Linked DNA regions of Zea mays: region 2 is linked to region 1. Evidence: chromatin contacts called from public Hi-C data. All regions are on one chromosome and are shown on one strand. Each heading gives the region's core, a stretch centred on a gene start, on an enhancer-like site or on the middle of the called end of the contact. The rest is flanking DNA. Distances are from core to core; before and after follow the strand shown.

What was found. A called contact is a pair of places that touch in the nucleus more often than the background predicts.
Region 2: a Hi-C map of leaf mesophyll shows a contact between it and region 1, with 2.8 times the contacts expected there. The contact joins the promoter of LOC100274676 here to the promoter of LOC100281336 in region 1. A contact is called at or near these places in 5 of 25 Hi-C or Micro-C datasets (bundle sheath, ear, leaf and 2 more).

Annotation. Positions count from the first base shown.
Region 1 is chr10:65,552,857-65,557,861 of Zm-B73-REFERENCE-NAM-5.0, reverse strand. LOC100281336 reads left to right here and starts at 2,748. Exons shown (of 4, transcript NM_001353052.1): 1 at 2,748-3,002; 2 at 3,910-4,023; 3 at 4,135-4,802; 4 at 4,995-5,005. The coding sequence starts at 2,911.
Region 2 is chr10:66,024,239-66,029,243 of Zm-B73-REFERENCE-NAM-5.0, reverse strand. It overlaps LOC100274676, which reads right to left and starts at 2,268. Exons shown (of 5, transcript NM_001148996.2): 1 at 2,080-2,268; 2 at 1,661-1,726.

The DNA of each region.
Region 1 (5,005 bases), core at 1,499-3,998:
AATAAAATCATAGTTATAGATATATCAACCTTGGTTAGTAAAATAATTCTGCTGCTCAAAAGGGTAAACAAAATTCTAATTATAAAAGTGTGTGATATGACTCAATGAATGCTACTACTGCGTAGATAATTTTATCACAAAACTATAGCAACTTGAACGGGTCAAATCAGAGTTAAAACGAATTAAATATGAATTAAACAAGTTTTAGATTTATTTGGATACTAAAAACCAATTTTCTTTATTAACTTTACCTATTTTATTAATTCTTGGGCTGCGGCTACTAATTACTGAAAGATCGGGGTGCGCTCTGTAAATGCCAGGACTGATCTGAATGGGTTTTTGAACTTGTATGGACCGCGGGTTGAATCGGGAAAAAGACAGGGTCTCTTTGGTAAAACACAGGGGCTGAAGGGGGTATCGAGGAATCCCATCTACCCGATCATCAATCTATGGCCCCGATTAGATCTACTCCTTTGGGTGAACCGGTACGCGTTTACGGCCACAGGATCCAGATCCCACGGCGCACGATTAATGAGACGTGTGATACACGCATATCGTCCGATGGGATATCAACGCCCCGAAACGCGCCCGGCCGAAGCGGTACCTGACTCACAGATCTAGCCGTCCACAAACAGATCGATGGTGGCAGCACCATCTTCTTTCCCTGGCTGTCAACACGGCGGCGCACAGCGCCAGTGCGGCGGCGCCATGACCTACAATGTCAATCCCGAGCATAAAGTCTCCAAACTCGAAACCGATTAGGGAAATAGGGAGCGGGCAACCTTGTGAACTAGCGGTTGGGTGGCAGACTATGAATCATCCAGTCATAAGCCTTGGCCGCGGCGAAGTGTGGATTTTGGGGCGGTGTGGTACACCGACGAGAAATTGCGACTTACCCCCAGCACCATATGCTTGAAGGGTGCCCACAACATCTTCCATGCGCACCGCGCTCCACCCTGGTCGAGTTCCCGAGGCCGAACCGGCGGTGGAGACTAGATCCAAGCGCGGCGACACTCCGTCCTCTCTCTATTCCGTTCCTGATGGTGGGGAAAACAGGGTTCACGGCATGGTTTTATAGCCAGGGATGGTACGCCAATGGTCGGCCCGACTCCGAGATCAGCGCGGGATTGGAGGTGGTCTGTTGCGGACTTGCGATGAACTCGGTGGAGGACAGCTCCGGGCGAAGTTTTCGCCATACTGTTTGAAGCCAGCGCCGTGGATAATGCAAGGACCAGGTGGAAGACCTCCCTGACCGCGGGCCCCATGCGGCAGCGACAGCGGACACGATGCGGTCTCAGCTGGTACACAGAGTCAACCGACTGACATGCTGGGTCCACGCGTCACAGACCCAAAGAGAAGCGGCCAGGCTATTGGGCCGGTGCGGGATGTGGAGAACGTGGGCGCGAGAGGGAGAAGCCGTGTTGGGCCGAGGCAGGGACTTTGGCTATCGCGGAGCAGAGGTGGCCCAAGAGCGGGTGTCTCCTTTTTTTTCTATTTCTCATTTCACATCAAGTTTTGTGCTTAAAATTCAAATTAAATTCAAGCTTCCTATTTGAAGTTTCAAAAATCCAATTCAAATTCAAAACCCTGTTTGAATTTTATGATTTCAGCTTTCAAATATAATTCTAATGTAAGAGTAAATCCTTTTTTCATTTTCAAGCTGGTTTCACGAACTTGGATACAAATGCAATAATACAAGAATGAGATGAATATTTCTGTATTTATTTATTTGTTGTTTGACCCTTATAATTCCTATTAATTGATTATGCACAAAGAAAGAGAACCTAATAAATCTCCAAAGGCTCCACAATTCCAAACACTTTTATATCAATATATGCATTTATTTATTTTTATATTTTTTTTATTACACTAATTTTTTTAGGGCTTTACAATAATGCATATATATCATTGACTTTTTGCCTCATGCTCGATAATAATCTTGCAACAGTTGCGCCTTGCTTCCTTCACAACACTAGAATTTTCTTTTTCTTCGCCTCTTTCTCTTCAGTTGCTTCTGCAATCTCTTTTTCAGGCTCTTCACAGGCTCTTCAGTTAGGTTCTCTGGCATCGGAACATTCTCAATTAATTCTAGTTGAGGCATTCTCTCTTCTGGTTGTGCCATCTGCAAATGAGAAGTCCTTAAGCAACATTGGAACAACATTCATATTTGGAACAACATTCATATATACATCAATGCTCTAAGCAACATTTGCGAGTTTGCAAGGACATATTCATATTTGCATGCAAATTGGAACAGCAAGCTGGCAGCAGCATTTGTATTTGCATGCAAATGAGAAGTCCGGATTACATTACATTGGAGGATTCTTTGCTGGTTGTCGTCGTGCCTTCGGTGGGCGTACCTTGCGTGGTGCCTAGAGCTACAGCTGGTCGCAGGGAGCGGCACGCTGGAGCCCGAACTGGAGCGAGATGCCGGCGCTGGAGCAGACGAATCACATCGCAGTGTACCCGCGCTACGACTACGAGTAGTCACGCGCGCATCGCATCACAGGCACTAGAACAGAGCACACGAATTGCAAGCCGCCTTCATTCGCTCGCTGCCTGCGACTATAAAGCGATACGCGATGCGATGCGATACGCGAGCGGGGGATCGAATCGAACGCCAGAAGTACGGAGCCCTGCACTGCACCCCGAGGCCCACACACTGACACGTCCGGCCCCACCTAGCCTCACTGGCTCCCTCTCCCACGCGGCTATAAAGCGCGGTCCGGCCCCTGCCCGAATGTTCCGTGCCTGCCAGAAGTAGAATCATTCGATTCCCCAAAGCGAAATCCGCAGCCTCGCCTCTCTCGCCATTTTCCAGGCGCGCGCTCGGCGCGGCCGCCGCCAGCGATACAGATCCTTGCACGGACACAAGGGCTCCGCGCTCCCACCGGATCGGATCCCGTCCCGATGGCTCCCACTCCCACTCACACGGCGGCGGCGGTGGCGCTCGCCGCGCACGACTCGTCCGGCCACCTCGCGCCGCTCACCATCACCCGCAGGTGCGTGCCCCGCCTTGTTTGTTCGGCATCTGTGGCATATTTATATATATAGGGAACGTCCATCGTACGCGCGATGATGCCCTTCTAGAACGTTCTAGATCCCATGCATGCATGCGCCGTGCCGGTCGAGAGGCATCCGAAATGTCCAGCGCGCGGACGCCCCGGCCTGGGTCTCGCCAGTCGCCACCGTCCTCGCCGATCGACCTGCCGACCGGACTGCGAGCCGCTCGGCTTGATCTGATTGGCGCAGGCCAACGTATACGGCATGCATGCCTCTCCCGGCCGGCATGCCCTTACCGCCGGGGACAAAGCCAGAATTTTTTTTAAGAAGAGCTGAACTAAACAACTGTAATATAAAAGTCATTTCTATATTATATATGTACGCTAAAAATTTTAAAAGAGGCTCTAGTGCGGCTGACTCAGCAGCGTTAGGAGGGGTTGGAGGCCCGCTCGCCCCACCGCTGACTTCGTCCCTTCTTACCTTGCCTTCTGAATCATACAATACTCACTCCCTACTTTTTTTATTGGTTATATTTTAGTTTAAAAATAAACTATTGAACTATATGTATTCGAAAACAGATGTGTTTTCATGCGCCAACTGTTACAAGGGGCCGCCGTTGGATGAAATTGATCTCATGTTTGGAAGTCCACCCGCTTGTTACTTACTCCCTTCGTTCTAAATTAAAATTCGTTTTATCCTTTTACTAAATTTATATAATATTTAATGTATGGTGGCTTTCCGGTGCCTACAGTCTTTTCAGAATAATTTAGTTTTTTCTAGTTAATTCATCGGCCGATAACATGACAATTGACAAGATGATGTAGATCGTCTTTTGTTTGAATTGAATATAGACCATTCCGTGACTATATATTATGAGCATGTGTCACTTCTGTCACACACATGCAGGAGCACCGGGGACGACGATGTAGCGATAAAGATCCTGTACTGTGGGATGTGTCACTCTGACCTTCACAGCATCAAGAACGAGTGGCACAACGCCACGTACCCCATGGTCCCTGGGTGCGTCGTCACTAATAATTCCATGCATATATGCCTATATATCTGTACCTCGATCTCGTATTATTGTCATTCTGAACACTGAACACGTACGTACACATCGCATGCATGCAGTCACGAGATCGCCGGAGTGGTGACGGAGGTGGGCAAGAACGTGACCAGCTTCAAGGCCGGGGACCGCGTCGGCGTGGGCTGCATGGTGAACTCGTGCCAGTCGTGCGGCAGCTGCGACGAGGACTTCGAGAACAGCTGCCGGGCCGTCATCTTCACCTACAACTCCGTCGACCGCGACGGCACCGTCACCTACGGCGGCTACTCCAGCAGCGTGGTGGTGCACGAGCGCTTCGTGGTCCGGTTCCCCGACGCGATGCCGCTGGATCGGGGGGCGCCGCTGCTGTGCGCGGGCATCACAGTGTACAGCCCCATGAAGTACCACGGCCTGAACGTGCCGGGGAAGCACGTCGGCGTGATGGGGCTGGGAGGCCTGGGCCACGTCGCCGTCAAGTTCGCCAAGGCGTTCGGGGCCAAGGTCACGGTCATCAGCACGTCGCCTGGGAAGAAGCAGGAGGCGCTCGACCGGCTTGGCGCCGACGCCTTCGTCGTCAGCAAGGACGCCGAAGAAATGAAGGCGGCTGCGAGCACCATGGACGGCATCATCAACACGGTGTCGGCGAACCTCACCTTGGCCCCGTACATGGGCCTGCTCAAGCCCAACGGCAAGATGATCATGGTCGGCCTGCCCACCAAGCCTCTCGAGATCCCGCCCTTTGATCTCATCATTGGTACGTAGCACCAAATCATTTTTTTCAGAAACCGTCAAATAATAATCGTTGTATACGTGTAAATAATAATAATAATAATAATAATAATAATAATAATAATAATAATAATAATAATAATAATAATAATAATAATAATAATAATAATAATAATAATAATAATAATAATAATAATAATAATAAAAAACTTTGCAGGGAACAAGACC
Region 2 (5,005 bases), core at 1,019-3,518, 470 kb before region 1:
ACAATCGATAATTGCTATTTAAAAATTAATTCCAAGATTTTGCAACATAAAGCATTACCAAGTTTCAAGAGATCCTAAAAGCTAAGCAACTAACAGCTCAACAGATTACAATTTCAAACGCTGGCCTCAAAACTGTCGCCTACACGGCCGTTTAGCCCATTTACACACCTCTACACAATGGCTTGTTGATCCTGTTTAGTCCGTTTAAATGGACTTTTAGCTTGAATAAATTGATAGACGCTAGGTGATTGTTTAGTCCATTTGAACATTTACGATAACATGGCTCAAATGAAAGTAGCACAGATTAAAAAAGAATGAAGAGTGGAAAATGAACTGAGGGATTAGGTGCTGCAAAAAAATAGCACATCACAGGTTGGAAAGAATGAAGAGTGGAAAAAATATGAGGGATTATGGATCCCTCATATTTTTTCCACTCTTGCACTGCCTTTAGGGTTTAGATATTCTCATCACCTTGGCAGCCTTTCAGGGATTATGGATCCTCAACACCACAACTGCCAATCTTGGGAGACTTTCGCACAACATGCAAACAATGGAGACAAGCTTTTGAGAGTTCGTTCGGGAAAGGAACTCTTATTGCTTCAGCGATGGAAAGACTTAATCGATCGACCAGTGTTCTATTAGGCAGGAAAGGTGTCCTAGGCGGCAGCGTTTTGGCACCTAGCACCTAGAGTGACAACAGAGTACCCAGGTGTCCAACTAGCTTGTGTGGGCAGCAGCCATAGCCCATAGATGGCATATTTGTATGCAATTACAACCAGCCTTGAGTTACTCACTTCACAATGCTCATATAATCACCAAGCAACAAGTGAGTAGCTACATAGCTAATATAGACTCTAGTTGGGCCCTAGGTTGCGTAACTTTTATTTTCAAGGCATATTTTAAGTTACCAGAAATGCCAGATTTTGCAAATATAATTTCCAAAACTTCCAAGTCAACCCAAATCATAGTTTTTTGTTATTACACAGGTTTGTGATCTCAAGTTCTAAATATTTATGTTTAGATGTAAAAAAAGTTTGGTTTTAATTGCATCAACATGTTCCTATGAGGATCTGACCTACCATATTGCTTAAGTGTGTTTGGTTGCAATGACAGGACGGGACGGGATGAGACGATCTTTCAAATAAGGTTGTTTGGTTCAGAGTCAAGGGTTGAGACAGAACTATCTCAATGTTGTCCCCAGTTATTCCTGAAAATTGGAGGGATGAGAGAGGACGTCAAGGAACGTCTCTGTCCTGACTGTCCGGCAACCAAACGCACCCTAACATCGCAACAAGGGAATCAAGAGGACTGAAAAAGATTGGGCAGACTCAGGGAAAGGCATCGTGTACTGTACTCACTCAAATATGGAAGCACCACAGGAACATATGGGTTGCCTTATGAAGGCTTCATAACTGAACTTGTCAAGAAGATCACATGGTATGGACACGCATTAGGCCGTGTTCGGTTGCGTCTGGATCGAAGTGGATTGAGGGGGATTAAATCCCTCACTAATCGAAATTGAATAGAATCCTCTCTAATCCACTTTAATCCAGACGCAACCAAACAAGCTAAATAACAGTTTTATCAATAGGCGCTAGAAGAATACAGGCAGGTGAAACGCTATACAGGAACAATTTATAATCGAACGGCATTCACCTACCAGCCAAGCAGAAGCCGCACGGTTGAACAATGCTGCCACTCGTCACTTCAGCTAGAGTTGGTTTACCTGCACAACATACCAAAAAGTGGGGGAACATCACTTCGGCGTCTCGGGCACAGGTACACGCTCGTGAATGGTGGAAACAACCAGCAAACCAGCAGCATTGTCTAAAAGGAAACCGCTGAGGTCAATGCTGAGGAGAACGAGGCCCCAATCGAGGTACAGGAGGGTCACCGATTAGGTTAGCACCCCCAAAGCGAGCGAGCGCAGGGCACGTGAGTCAACCAATCTATCGGCCACAATCTGTACGGATTGGGGGCTACCGTTCGAGGGAGGGCGATTTTGGGGGGTTCGATTCAAATGCTCCGCCCCAGGAGAAGATGTGGGAGGAGAGAGTTGAAAATCAGGCCGGAGCTTACCGGATCTCCTCCGCGTGACGCCATTCCGGGGGCGCACAATGGCAGTGGGGCGGGCGGGAATTGGAGGCGGCGGTGCAGGTGGGAGAAGGAAGGGCAGGCGGCGGTGATGGTCCCCTCGGGAGTCTGGAGATGGTGCCGTGGCCCGTGGTGGTGGTGCACTGGTGTGCGAGGCTTTTGAGACCGAGACGGGGACGAGGGGACGGGGCACGCCAACGCCACGGGGGAGGGATGCTGGGACTTGGGACTTTTGGAGTCTGGTAGAGCCGTAGAGGAGAGGTCAGAGCTGTGGTTGCAGTTGCAGACTAGCAGACGCAGAGGCAGGCAGCAGCAGCCCGTGGTGGGCCGGAGAGGAAGCGTGGACCAAGGATGGTGGAGGCCCACTGCGCAGTAGAAAAGATAGCCCAGGCTGCACAGCGCATCTCGAGGATCAACCGTACAAGTACAACTGTACTACGTCCAGCCACACCCACATGTCAGCTCAAGGGTTATTTTCCGTTTTCTACGCTTCTTAATTTCCCCCCTATTTTCTGTGCTTCTGCTCTTTTTTTCGCCAAAACAAGGAAGCACTTGGAGGTGGAGGTGGAACTGTCCTGCCATAGATAAAGAAAAGAACGAGTGAAAAAGCCTGTTCGCTTTACTCCTATTCTCCTACTGTAGTAAAGTAGGACTACTGCAGTGCTGTTACAGCAGTTGTACACCTGCTACGTGTACACATCAATAGGCTATAGCCATAGTTTGATTGACCGGGCGGGATAACCCTCGCGTTTTTTATATAATATTTCAACAGTATATATATTAGTAAAATGTATGTACGTTGGTACGATTTTCATTTAATTTTTTAATATAAAAAATAAAACACAAAGACACATGTGTTTTGTTGGCTATGTGGGTCTGAACATAGGTTTGGAACTAATAACTACTAATAACTATTTGCCAGGGACGGTGGAAACAGTGTTAGTATGTTGCGACCACGCACAATTAAAATAGTTGAAAATAAAAGAATTTTCATGTGCAACTCTCTAACCCACATGGTAAAAAAATCCGCTTGAAGAACTCTCGTCTATATCTATACCACTATATAATCGCTTCGGATTAAAGCCTACTGTTTAAACTGTTGCAGCTGTAATTCATAGAGACAGCAAATCTCTACTGTTATAAAGCATCAGTTTCCATAATCGTTAAGTGTAGTGTAGGCATGTTATTCTCCCTTGTACAGGGACATGTAGCGGTGGGGTGAGCGGGGCTCGAGCCCCTGCCCCCTACCGTTGTTGAGTGCATAGAGCCCCATTGAAGACCCATTGGAGCGAAGGGGGCCGAACAGGCCTTCGTATGGACGGTGTCCGCGATCTGTCCGGCGGGGCCTGCAGGAGCGGCCTTCGTCTGTGCGGTTGCGAGGTAGGTGTCGTCGAGCGAAGGGTGGCGTGTTCGCCTTCGCCCCAACATTTGCCCTCCGAGGGGCCAGTTCGACCAAGTCAGCTGGTGTCGAAGACTACCGTGAGATGGTGAAAACGCTGCCCTCACTCGAAGTGGTCCCGTGGGGGTTTTTGAAATGTGACCGTTGATGGACGTGTTACTGTTGGACTGCGGGTTTTTCGAGGCGTCGCTCCGCGCCTATAAAAACCCGACCTCGACCGAGACCGCTACCTGCTTGAGTTTGCGTTGCAGAAACCCTAGCTTTTACAGTTGCTCGCTTGCCCTCCTTGCTCATTCTGCGCCGGAGATCTAGCCCGTATCAAGCAAACTGTGTGCCGTCGTTAACGGTACGTTGCAATGTCTTCTTCCTCGTCTGCTGCGAGTGCGTCGCCGGCCACGCCGTTGTCCGAGGAGACCTTGAGCGACTTGGCAGTGGTTGAGTTGCAGCCCGGCCACACCGTGGAGTTTGGCACCTCAAGGATTTTCTCGGCCCGCGTGCTGGAGATGCAGCGGCTGGGTTACTTTGGTAACGGTGTCGGGTGGGCCCCAGGTGCGAAAGAGGTCCCCGAGCCGGAGGGCGAGTTGATAGTTTTTAGGCCTTTTTCACTGTCGGTCTTTGCCTCACGATGCATCGGTTCGTAGTGGAGGTGTTGCGAAGGTTTGAGGTGCAAGTCCACTAGTTGACGCCGAACGCAGTGGTGGCGCTTGCGAAGTATGTTTGGGCAGTCTCCTCCTACAGCGGACAGTCATCTGTGGAGGTTTTTGCCAAGAATTATTGCTTGCACTGGCAGAAGAGAAAGATAGGTAATAAGATAGCCCAATTTGGATCATGCACCTTCACCCCGAGGACTGGGAAGACCTTGGCTGAGGTTGTCGAGATAGTCCTCTATGCTAGGAATAAGTGGGGCAACTGTGGGACTTTTGGTTCTATGTGGCCCCCGGGGATGTCGAAGGCTTGTCGAGTCTGCCTCCTGCCATCCTGTGCTCACATTGTAATGTGGAGTTTCCTCGATTCAAGGTGGCGAAAGAAGACAGAGACGAAGGGGCCCTCCGATATGCGGCCCGCCTAGGTAGCGGGGCGTGACCTGGTGGAGGAATTCATTGCCTACGGGGTGTGGCCCTTGGCACATGGTTGGACATTAGGCGAAGTGACCCCCCCGCCGGATGCCTACCCTGGGCGGCCAGATGGTGCGAAGTCCAATCTTCGCCGTGGATCTTCGCGGTCGTGACGCAGCCGCGTTTGTGCGTGATATCGAGGTCGAGGCCGTGAAAATTGTTAGGAAGTATGTGCTAAAGACGGAAACTTTAAGGAGTTGGGATATTCGCGGTTCAAACGTTAGGCTGAACCGTGTTTTTGAGTTAAACCATTTGCCGTATGGTGGTTACCCGGGAGGACTGTGCAGACGTTGTTGGCCGCCGGGGAAAACATACAATGTCAACGGTCGATGAAGGCCCCTCACGGCACAAGGCTTCGGGTGCGACCGCTAGGAAAAGAAAATTAGGTACAGCAGCT